Regions from separate parts of the Pan troglodytes genome. Here region 2 is linked to region 1. The links are chromatin contacts, called in public Hi-C maps. All regions are on one chromosome and are shown on one strand. The core of a region is the stretch at or near the end of the contact, and the rest is flanking DNA. Distances in the headings are between cores, read along the strand shown. Region 1 has its middle 26 kb from the start of EFHD1. Region 2 holds the start of ATG16L1 (autophagy related 16 like 1).

Region 1 (6,033 bases), core at 866-3,365:
TAGAGCCTCCAGCCCACCCTGCCGGGTTCTGCATCGTCCCTGGCCTGGAGAACACCCTTCTCACTCTCATTTCAGGGTGGGCCTCCTGATCTCCTGCCTGGGCCGTGGGTCAGATCCTCCCCTCTCTGCTCCTCCATCTCAAGCCAACAAGACCTCAGGTGGTCGTCTTCTGTGGTACCCAGGCTCTTGTCTCTCTCCCTACCTGCCCAGTAGACACGAGACTTCACTGTCACCCCACATTCAACATTCAGGGTCTGAAACACGGCTCATCCTCTTCCCTTCTCTTCCAGCTTCCCACTTCCCACAGCTCAGCAAGATGGGGAAACACACATGCCTGGGACCAGGAGCCTGAGGCCTCTTTCTCTCCCTAAGTCCTGGCGCTGACACCACGCTTCCCACAGTGCCCTTCCCCTTCAGGCCTGGCAGGCTCTTCCGAGTACATAAGCTCATTCAAGCCTTCCCAGCCCTGATAGCCAGATCATTGTGGTCCCATTTTACAGATAAGGAAGCACCTTACCAGCCTAGGCGTCTAGTAGGCGCAGAGGCCAGGAAGGAGGTGCCCCAGCCGACCCCGCCTCCAGGGCTGGCCGGTTCCAGCGTCTTCTCACCACCTTTGCTTTCTTCCCCAGAGGTGATGGAGTCAGACACCCAGATGCTATGCCAGAGTCCCCTGTCTTAGTGGGATGTTAAAGAATTAGGGGCCAGGCTGCGTGCAGTGGCTCACATCTGTAATCCCAGCATTTTGGGAGGCTGAGGTGGGTGGATCACCTGAGGTCAGGAGTGCGAGACCAGCCTGACCTATATGGTGAAACCCTGTCTCTGCTAAAAATACAAAAAAATTAGCCAGGCGTGGCAGCACGCACCTGTAATCCCAGCTACTCGGGAAGCTGAGGCAGGAGAATCTCTTGAACCTGGGAGGCAGAGGTTGCAACTGAGCCCAGATCATGCCACTGCACTCTAGCCTGGGCGACAGAGGGAGACTCCGTCAAAAAAAAAAAGAGGCCGGGTGTGGTGGCTCACGCCTGTAATCCCAGCACTTTGGGAGGCCGAGGCGGGTGGATCACGAGGTCAGGAGTTTGAGACCAGCCTGACCAACATGGCGAAACCCCGTCTCTACTAAAAATACAAAAATTAGCCGGGCGTGGTGGTATGGGTCTGTAATCCCAGATACTCAGGAGGCTGAGGCAGGAGAATTGCTTGAATCCAGGAGGCGGAGGTTGCAGTGAGCCAAGATTGCGCTACGGCACTCCAGCCTGGGCAACAGAGCGAGACTCTGTCTAAAAAAAAAAAAAAAAGAGAGAGAGAGAGGGAGGGCGGGAGGGAGGGAGGGAAGGATTAGAAACCAAGTGATCAGACAGTTTGCTCTGTGGCCCCCCAGCTTCCTCTCGCCGTAAGGACGTGGCTCCTCAGTACCAGAAAAACATTGCTGAATGAATGGATGCATACATGAAAAAACGCTGTGGGTATGATATTCGGTTCGGGGCCAGGTGCGGTGGCTCACGCCTGTAATCCCAACACTTTAGGAGGCCAAGGTGGGAGGATCACTTGAGGTCAGGAATTCGAGACTAGCTTGGCCAACATGGTGAAACCCCATTTCTGCTAAAAATACAAAAATGAGCTGGGTGTGGTGATGCGCGCCTGTAATCCCAGTTACTCGGGAGGCTGAGGCAGGATAATCGCTTGAACCCGGGAGGCGTAGGTTGCAGTGAACCGAGATTGCGCCACTGCACTCCAGCCTGGCCGACAGAGCGAGACTCCATATCAAAAAAAAAAAAAAATCGGTTCTGAGCAAATTTCGAGTCACTGACAAGGCGGCGGTATCCAGCAGAGGGCGCGCCAGGCGCCAGCACCAGGCCCGAGGACGCCTGGCTCATCCCCAGGCCGGCTTCCGAGAGCCCCGCTAAGTGCAGGCGGATACCCCGGCCTTGGCGGCTGCTTGCCTTTCTCTGTACTGTCCCTGTGAAGGCCAAGATCTATAACGCTGACAGTCCCCAGACATACGATGGGAGAGTTGCAGTAAGTGCTCTTTAAATCCCCTTTCACCCTTGAGAGTCTACGATTTTCGACGTTTTCCAGGCGATTTTTACTCTGGTCCAGAATAGGTGCGCGGTAATTCCTGGCTTCCGCCACCGGAGGGCACTCCGGGCCCTCGCTTCCCTGCCCCGCGCACGGTCTGCAATCGGCTGGGCTTTTAAGCCTTCTCCGCGCCGGCTGGTCTCCCAGAGAATCTAAACTCAAAACTCTTGAGAGACACCCCAGCCTGCAGCAATCCCAGGGTGTGCTGAAGTCCCCATCGTCCTCCCCTGGAATGTCAGTGAATGAGGAAGGTTTCTTTTTTTACTCACCGCCATCCTCCGCCCCCAGTCGTGGGTAGACCCGGCGCTGGGGCTGGGGGACCCTGAGCAGGTTCCTCACCTGCACCGACCCTCATCTTTAAAGTTGGGGTGCGACCGGGCGCGGTGGCTCAGCCTGTAATCCCAGCACTTTGGGAGGCTGAGGCGGGCGGATCACAAGGTCAGGAGATCGAGACCATCCTGTGGATGGTGAAACCCCGTCTCTACTAAAAAAAAAAAAAAAAAATTAGCCGGGCGTGGTGGCGGGCGCCTGTGGTCCCAGCTACTGGGGAGGCTGAGGTAGGAGAATGCCGTGAACCCGGGAGGCGGAACTTGCAGTGAGCTGAGATTGCGCCACTGCACTCCAGCCTGGGCGACAGAGCGAGACTCGGTCTCAAAAAAATAAAATAAAAATTAAAAAAAAATAAAGTTGGGGTGCACGGAATGGGCCTCAGTGGCACACCCCAATCTGGAGACACATCATAACTTTTTTTTTTCTTATTATGTTTTTTCTTTTGAGACGGTCTGGCTCTGTCGCCCAGGCTGCAGTGGCGCGATCACGGCTCACTACAACGTCCACCTCCCGGGCTAAAGCGATTCTCCCACCTCAGCCTCCCGAAGTGCTGGGACTACAGGTCCAGGCCACCACGTCTGGCCCATTTTATTTCTAAATGGCTCATGCCTGTAATTCCAGCACTTTGGGAAGCCAGGGCAGTCGGATCACTTGAGCCCAGGATTTTGACACCAGCCTGGGCAACATAGTGAGATCCTATCTGTACAAAAGATTTAAAAATTAGCCAGTCGGGCTGGGCGCGGTGGCTCAGGCCTGTAATCTCAGCACTTGGGGGGGCTGAGGCGGGTGGGGATCACCTGAGGTCAGGAGTTCAAGACCAGCCTGGCCAACATGGTGAAGCCCCGTCTCTCCTAAAAATTAAAAAAAAAAAAAAAAAAAAAAAGTAGCCTGGCGTGGTAGCAGGCAACTGTTACCCCAGATACTCGGGAGGCTGAGGCAGGAGAATCACTTGAACCTGGGAGGCGGAGGCTGCACTTAGCCGAGATCGCACCACTGTACTCCACCCTGGGTAACAGAGCGAGAATGTCTCAAAAAAAAAAAAAAATTAGCTGGGTGTAGTGCCATGCGCCTATAGTCCCAACTAATCAGGAGACTGAGGTGAGAGAATAGCTTAAGCCCAGCATCAAGGCTGCAGTGAGCTGTGATTGGGCCACTGCACTCCAGCCTGGGCAACAGAGCAAGACCCTATCTCAAAAAAAAAAGGAAAGAAAATACAGGCTAAATTTTTTTTTTTTTTTAATTTAAGGTTAGGGCCAGGCGTGGTGGCTCACGCCTATGATCCCAGCACTTTGAGAGGCCAAGTCGGGAGGACAGCTTGAGTCCAGGAGTTCTAGACCAGCCTGGGCAACACAGCAAGACCCTGTCTCTTTTTTTTTAATTAATTAATTAAAAGTCAAATAAAATGAATTGAAGATAACCACTAACAAGATAATATGGAACTACAGTCCTCAGTATCTGAGGAGGCACTGGTTCTAGGACTCCCATACCAAATCCATGGAATCAAGTCCCTTATATAAATTGCTGTAGGCTGGGCGTGGTGGCTCATGCCTGTAATCTCAGCACTTTGGAAGGCCAAGGCAGGCGGTTCACTTGAAGTCAGGAGTTCAAGACTAGCCTGGCCAACATGGTGAAACCCCGTCTCTACTAAAAATACAAAAATTAGCCTGGCGTGGTGGGGCACGTCTGTAATCCCAGCTACTTAGGAGGCTGAGGTGGGAGAATCACTTGAATCCGGGAGGCGGAGGTTGCAGTGAGTCAAGATTGGGTCACTGCACTCCAGCCTGAGTGAGACTTCATCTCAAAATAAATAAATAAATGAACTGGTGTAGTATTTGCATATAACCTACATATACTTAAATCATCTTTAGATTACTTATAATACCTAATACAATGTAAATGCTATGTAGATAGTTGTCCTGCTGTATTGTTTTTTATTTGTATGATTTTTATTGTTATATTTTTTCCTGAATATTTTTGATCTATGGTTGGTTGAATCCCATGGGAATGGGGGGCCAATTGTACTTGGGAAAAAGAGAAAAAAACACTTGATCAGCATTGCAAAGAGAGGGAAAGAAAAACCAGAAAACAGCCGGGCCCAGTGGCTCACGCCTGTAATGCCAGCACTTTGAGAGGCGGAGGCGGGCGGAAAATGAGGTCAGGAGTTCAAGACCAGCCTGGCCAATATGGTGAAACCCCGTCTATACTAAAAAATACAAAAATTAGCTGGGTGTGGTGGCTCATGCCGGTGGTCCCAGCTACTCAGGAGGCTGAGGCAAGAGAATCGCTTGAACCCAGGAGGCTGAGGTTACAGAAAGCCGGGATCGCGCCACTGCACTCCAGCCTGGCAACAGAGCAAGACTCCATCTCAAAAAATAAAATAAAATACAATGAAAAAGCATTTTGAAACATATCACTATCACAATACATTTGAATGGATGAATCTCTTCTATTACAAGACCAAAAAAATGTTTAAAACATGAGATGCATAAGTTCTTTTTTTTTTTTTTTTTTTTTTTTTTTAGATGGAGTCTTGCTCTGTCACCCAGGCTGGAGTGAAGTGGTGCAATCTCGTCTCACTGCACCCTCTGCCTCCTGGGTTCAGGTGAGTCTCCTGTCTCAGCCTCCCGAGTTATTGGGATTACAGGCGCCCACCACCATGCCCGGCTAATTTTTTATATTTTTAGTAGAGACAGGGTTTCGCCATGTTGGCCAGGCTGGTCTTGAACTCCTGACCTCAGGTGATCCGCCTGCGTCAGCCTCCCAAGGTGCTGGGATTACAGGCATGAGCCACTGCACCCAGCCAAGATGCATGAGTTCTTAAAGTGAAAATGAAGTGTTTGCAAACATAGTCTGATCAGGGAAGGCAAGGTCAAGTGAAATATAAATTTTCACTTCAATTATTCGTTAGTTCCTTCCTTCATCATTTTGTTGCAGTGCCTAAGTGTGCCAGGCATGGTGTTGGGTACCAGGGATTCGGAGATGAATTGACTAAAGCCCCCCTAAGTGGCCCCCCAGTAGGAAGGATATCTGTCTTGACCAGAGTTAAACCCAGAGACAACCAAGGAGGAAGTCTCGGCCTCCTCACCTGAGCCACACTCAGCCTCTTCCACTCCCAAAGGCCTCCTGCTCCTTCACCTTCAGCCCAGCCCAGGCATCTCCCTTGATGCAAGACTCACCCAAGATGAGACGGAAACAGTCCCGACACACAATCAATCCTCACCTTTCTGGCCTTACCTTTTGGCACACAACACAAAAACTCCAGGTGTGCCCTGAGGCCTCTGCAGGGACCCGGCCAGGGGAGTGGTGGCTGAAGCTCCTCCGGGTCTCCCTTCTCAGAGGAGAGAGTAACGTGGGAGAAGCACCGTTTGCCTTTGATACTTACCAAGGTCACTGTGGTTGCTCCCTGTGGAATGACAGGGGCAGCGTCCCCAAAACACTGGCTCCTTCTCCAACCCTCACACATGCATTAAACCCCAAAGGTGAAAGGAGAGGGCTCAGGGCACAGCGCCTGTCCCGCCACATACCAGGAGGGGCTGCGTAGTCCTTGTGGGTTCTCCAAAGCCCGAGTTGGGGAAATGGGGACCCTTCAGACAGGGTTGCCTGTGTCTGTCCCTGTTTGTTTATATC
Region 2 (5,858 bases), core at 640-3,139, 640 kb after region 1:
GTGCGATCAGAACCCACTGCAGCCTTGACCTCCTAGGCTCGAGCGATGCTCCCACCTCAGCCCCATCCCAGTAGCTAGGATTACAGGCACACACCACCACACTCAACTAATTTTTTGTATTTTTGTAGAGACAGGTTGTGTCATGTTGCCCAGGCTGGTTGGTCTCAAATTCCTGAGCTCAAGTGATCCTCTCACCTTGGCCTCCCAAAGTGTTGGGATTACAGGTGTGAGCCACCATGCCCAACCTTGGAAACATATTTTAATCATAAATGTGGAAAATTAACATGCTCAACTGTCAAGATTTGGTGTAATGGTCTTTTAAGGGTGGTGCCACTGCTGCATTTGAAGGCATTCTCGGTCACTTTCAGAACTTTTTCATTTTCTTCAGTGTGTGAGGAAGTCACTTCTATTTCTGATCCCATTGGATCCTTCCAACGACTTCAGGTCCACTCAATACTGACTACCAGTGAACCATCTTTAACTACAGTGCTAGAAGCCTGACTGTCCTCCTCTCCTCAGCCTAAGTTCTTCTTATCTGTCTCTGAAGGACCTTCCTCTGGACTTGAGACACACTGGAAGAGAAGGTAGTTTCTGATATTCCTTTCCTCTTTTGGCCAACTACTTTGTCTGGCTCCATTTTCATGCAGTAAATTCACTAATTGTTAAAGGCAGATGGAGCTCCAGCAACTCTATTACAGAACTGGGTTTTCCATTCTACTGAGCTTGTTCACAGACACAACTTTCTCAGGAGCCAGTGTGTCTTCATCTCCCCCTTTCAACATCTACAGCCTCAGATTACCTTCTAAGGCTCCATTTATTGTCAGGCCACAATTTCTAGGATTCTAATGATGAAGACAAACTCTGATACACAATTCACATCTTTCTTAGCTCCTGTTTCCAGTTCTCTTCTCCATTGCAAACAAAAACAAAAACCCCAAACAAACCACAAAACCTGTTTCCAAGTTCAGTGGGACACTCTTGCCAACGCACCCTGACTTCAGGTATGTAAGAGTTAAGAAACAAGAAAGAAACACGAAAAGCAGCTTAACAGTCAAAGACAGGTTTATTTTGGAGAATAAACCTGAGAGGGGCTTCTTGTCGATTTTGGTCAGGAGCGTTTTCTCTTACACATTAAGGGTGTTTAAGGGTTTACGAAGCGGTGAGCTTATTGCAGGTTCGTAATGTTTCTGTATGAGGGAAAGTTTATTGCAGGGTTGGAAAGTCTCTGGCTGGAGGGGAGGCTATCTCCGGGTTGGCATGTTTCTGGTTGGAAGTGGGTTTATCTTAGGGTTGGAATGTTTCTGGTTATGCTGACATTAGCCATTAGGCTGATGTTTTTGGGTTGGATTTAGGCAGTTTCTTAATCAAGGGGAACTTAAAATGGTGGCAGTTGTCCAAGATGGCAATGCTCCTGCTGTCAGGGTAGGCCTTGGGAAGACACCAGGTGTCTTTGTAAACTTAGGTTTCCCCTGTACCAAGCACAGTGCTGACTGCATTACATGGGTTTTTCGTTTTACTATTCGTGACAACCTTCTGAGGTAGGTATCATTACTGTCCCCATTTTACAGATGAGACAACTGAGGCTTAGGTAGGCTGTCACTCATCCACAGCCACAGAGCTACTATGGAGGGAACCCCATTTGTTCCTAAACTGCGATTTAAAAAAAAGTAGGGGGAGACAGGCCAAGAAAGAAAACACGAAAAGGGTTGAAAAGCAGCAAAAGAAAAGTAAGCAGTCAGGCGGAAGCGGCCCCTTTCCTGCCTCCTTCCCGCCCGGCGCTGGGCCTTGCGCAGGGCCCGGACGCCCCCAAGCGGCCGCTCCTCTGCAGCTGACGCTTCCGGCTACAGGCTGGCGTCACTAGCGAGCGCCCTGCGTAGGCACCGGCCCCTGAGCCCGTGCTTCGGGTGAGGGGGAGGGTCTTCCGGCCCTCTCGAAAATCATTTCCGGCATGAGCCGGAAGACCGTCCCGGATGGTCTCGGGTACGGCCAGTGTGTGGAGGTGAGCTCCGGGATTGCCGGCATTCCCGCTTCTGCTGGTTGCCTCATGCTGCAGGCTGCGGCCGTCAGCCCTCGCTCGCATTGGTGGCGCTGAGGTGCCGGGGCAGCAAGTGACATGTCGTCGGGCCTCCGCGCCGCTGACTTCCCCCGCTGGAAGCGCCACATCTCGGAGCAACTGAGGCGCCGGGACCGGCTGCAGAGACAGGCGTTCGAGGAGATCATCCTGCAGTGTGAGCGGCGCCGGTGCGGGCTGGGAGCCGGGCGGGCGGGCCCCGCGGAGGCATGCGGGGCGTCAGCGGGAACCTGAGGCCGAGTACCTGGCGCCGCCCGCACGCATGGCGGCCGCCTCGGGTAACCCGCGCTTGGGACGCCCCACGCCTTTTAAATGTTTTTTCTAACCTGCGTTTTATCTTTGGAGGATTTTCCCTATTAAATTGTACGATCTTTGTGGGGAGGCACAGTTCGTGTTTGTATTTGTAAATCCCAGTAGCTCATAACAATGCTTATGCACTTAAATAGGTCCCAGAAACATCCCATCTATGGGGTCATGTTAATGAAACGGTCGTTGACTTTCAGTCGCAGAATTAACATTGCCTTCTCAATGCACTGGAACGGGTGGCCTTTGATTCCTCAAACTTACTTCCCTTACTCCACGTTGGTGGTTTTTTTTTGCGGGGAAACGGGATAGGGGATCAGGGTCTTGCTGTGTCGCCGAGCCTGGAGTGCAGTGGCGGAGATCACGGCTCACTGCAGTCTCAAACTCCCAGGATCAAGTGATCCTCCCACCTAAGCCTCCCGAGTAGCTGGGATTACAGACGCGCTTCACCACGGTCGGCTAATTTTTTTAAAAAAATTTTTTTGGAACGAGGTCTCACTGTGTTTCCCAGGCTGGTCTCCAACTCCTGCGCTCAAGCGATCTTCCCACCTCGGCCTCCCAAAGTGCTGGGATTATAGGCGTGAGCCACCGAGCCCGGCCCCACCTTGGTGTTAATATCTTAATATTAACAGAACCTTTACTGTTACTGAAATCTTCAGTATGAAAGAGGTGGTTTTCTTTCCCCTTACTGCTTGCAGCTTAAGGGTACAAAAATGTTTGTACCTTTACCTAAATCATAATGCTCCTAAGGTGGTTCCATCTGCGTCTGAAAGTAAACCTGACGACTTTCTCAAGTTATGCTGATGATGATATTCAGAATAATAATTGCTGCCTTATATTGCATTCTGATTGTGCAAAATCAGTAGTTCTCAAACTTAGCTCCACATTAGAATCACCTGTGGATCTTTAAAAAATTACAAATCCCAAGCCACAGCCCAGACCAACTAAATCACAAGTATCACAGTACACAGGTATCAGTGTGTGTGTGTGTTTTTGTGTTTGTGTGAGATTAAGCCTAGAACTGCATGCCAAGTTATCAGTGTTTTTTGATGCTTCCCAAATGACTACTGTGCAGACAAATTTTAGTACTGTGGTAAGTATTTGCATGTGTTATTTCATTTTATCTTTCCCAAAATTCTGTGTATGAAGCAGGAACTGTTATTGCCATTTTCACACATGAAACTGAGGCCAAGAGAGATTAGGTAACTTCTGAGGTTGCACAGCAGGTTAATGGTGAGACTGGTTTTTTTTTTGTTTGTTTTTTTTTTTGGAGACAGAGTCTTGCTCTGTCACCTAGGCTGGAGTGCAAGTGGCGTGATCTCAGCTCACTGCAACCTCCACCTCCCAGGTTCAAGAGATCCTCCTGCCTCAGCCTCCCTAGTAGCTGGAACTATAGGCAAGCACCACCACGCCCGGCTAATTTTTGTATTTTTAGTAGAGACAGGGTTTCACCATGTTGGCCAGGCTGATCTTGAACTTCTGACCTCAGGTGATGTACCTGCCTCAGCCACCCAAAGTGCTAGGATTACAGGCATGAGCCACCGTGACCAGCCGGGACTGGAATTTGAACTTAGGCTTGATGACTAACTTTTGCATTTGCTTTTCTCACTGGCTCCCCCAGTAAATGGTTCTTTGCTTTCACTGCACCCATTGTTTTAACAAAACTAAGAAGAAAGGGGATGCTTTGCTGTTCTAGGAGGCCCTGAAGAACAGTGCTGTTTCAGAAAGCCAGAAGCACAAGAAGTCCCTCTTCCTCAAAACATGATTCCCTGACAGATGACATAAATCAGTTCATTAGGTGCTTATTAGGTGCTTATGCTTTAAAAGCTAATATCCTTTGAAAGTCAAATTGGGTGGGAGGCTTGACTCACCCCTCACTGAACATTTTCACTTACTTTCTGAGTCTGTTTTGCCTCATCTATAAAATGGGGATGAAGCTTGCCCTGCCCACTTCATAAAAACGGTGCTGTGCATATAAGTGCTTTCAAAGCCGTCTGTATAATAGCTTGTAATTGTAAAGCGTTATCTCTTTGACACAAATGGAATGTTTTCCTGCACTTTGAAAATGGCATCTTGATGGGGCAGGAGCATGTAGAACAGTCAGAATAAGAGGTCACTTGTGGAGAGCAGATAGCTTTAAAGGGTGCTAGAGTAGTGAGTAATACCTGCCTAAGGGACCAGGACAGGAGACCGGGATGAGAAGCTAACAAGAGGCAGGAGAGTGAGACAGGCTTTGCATGTTAAGATCTTCTGTTTAGGCGAGGGATTGATATTTAGGGAGATCATTTCTATTATAGTTTGTGAAACACCTTCATTCCGCTCATTCCAGCCTTCCCAGGCCAGTCAAGCTCTGACCCTCCATCAGCCTGGAGTCTATTCTCTGTTCAGTCCATGCCTTTGAGTCTGAAGAGAAAGGTGGAAAGAAGCCGTAGGGGGAGGGAAAGGCTTCCCTCCATCTCCAGCCTTCTCTTCAGGGAGGAACCTTTGGGAAGGACTCCTTTTGAATGCCTGTGTTTTTTGAAAGAACCTAAAATTATCACAGGGCACTAAGCTTTGGTTTAACATTTGAAGGTCTTACTAGAGCCCTTTGACACTGGTGGATTTTAAACCACGATTTCCCAGGTTGAAACCAATGTCCAGTTTGGCTAATTCGTTTGACCAATAGATGAGAGTGTTTCTACCCAGGAGTTCTCTTTTCAGGTATCAAAAAGTGGGACTCAAAACTCTTTAAAAGGAGAAACAAGCTCTTTTAACAGGAATAGTCACTAGCATAAACCCTGTCTTGTTCTGCTTGGTACCTGCAGAACAGGTACCCACATCTGATCTTACTGGTGCCTGTGTACCTATTACTCTTATTTTTTATTTCATTTCATTTGTTTATTTATTTATTTATTTAGAGACAGTCTCACTCTGTCGCCCAGGCTGGAGTGCAGTGGCGCGATCTCAGCTCACTGCAACCTCTGCCTCCCGGGTTCAAGCGATTCTTGTGCCTCAGTCTCCCTAGTAGCTGGGACTGTGGGCAAGTGCCACCATGCCTGGCTAATTTTTGTATTTTTAGTAGTTTCGCCGTGTTGGCCAGGCTGTTCTCGAACTCCTGATCTCAGGTAATTTGCCTTTCTTGGCCTTCCAAAGTGCTGCGATTACAGGCGTGAGCCACAGTAATAGGCCTGTGTGCCTATTACACTTAACTACATGTTCTTTCTAATCCTGTCTTGAATTTCTGTACTCTGTCTCCTGTCAAATTTATTATGTTTGGAAAGAGAACTCATTTCCTCTCTAAGCTCTCCCCTCTTGTGTTCTCTCACACGTTAGCATCCTCCGCCCAGCTGCCTGAGCGAGGAGCCTCAGAATAATCCTTGACTTTTTACCAATACAGATCTGTTAGTGTAACGGCCTGCTTTTATAATCTTTTATTTAATCATTGCCAGTAAGAAGTCTAAATTTCTGATCCTGCTTTTTCCTGTGTTGGCTCCAACCTTTATTT

The links. Hi-C and Micro-C count contacts between places; a contact is called where the count stands out from the background.
Region 2: a contact with region 1 is called in a Hi-C map of stem cell-derived neural progenitor cells, with 5 times the contacts expected there. The contact joins the promoter of ATG16L1 here to the enhancer-like site in region 1. A contact is called at or near these places in 1 of 7 Hi-C or Micro-C datasets (stem cell-derived neural progenitor cells) and 1 of 1 datasets of contacts at active chromatin or transcription factors (stem cell-derived excitatory neurons).

The regions. Positions count from the first base shown.
Region 1 is chr13:134,812,851-134,818,883 of NHGRI_mPanTro3-v2.0_pri, forward strand. No RefSeq gene overlaps it. Among named protein-coding and RNA genes, the nearest start is that of EFHD1, 26 kb to the right of the region's middle. Within about 2 kb of position 2,116, at least 14 of the 24 cell types and tissues checked have an H3K27ac peak or open chromatin away from gene starts, as enhancers often do. A contact at or near this core is called in stem cell-derived neural progenitor cells, where this site is marked.
Region 2 is chr13:135,454,565-135,460,422 of NHGRI_mPanTro3-v2.0_pri, forward strand. ATG16L1 (autophagy related 16 like 1) reads left to right here and starts at 1,890. Exons shown (of 17, transcript XM_001150056.6): 1 at 1,890-2,228. The coding sequence starts at 2,114.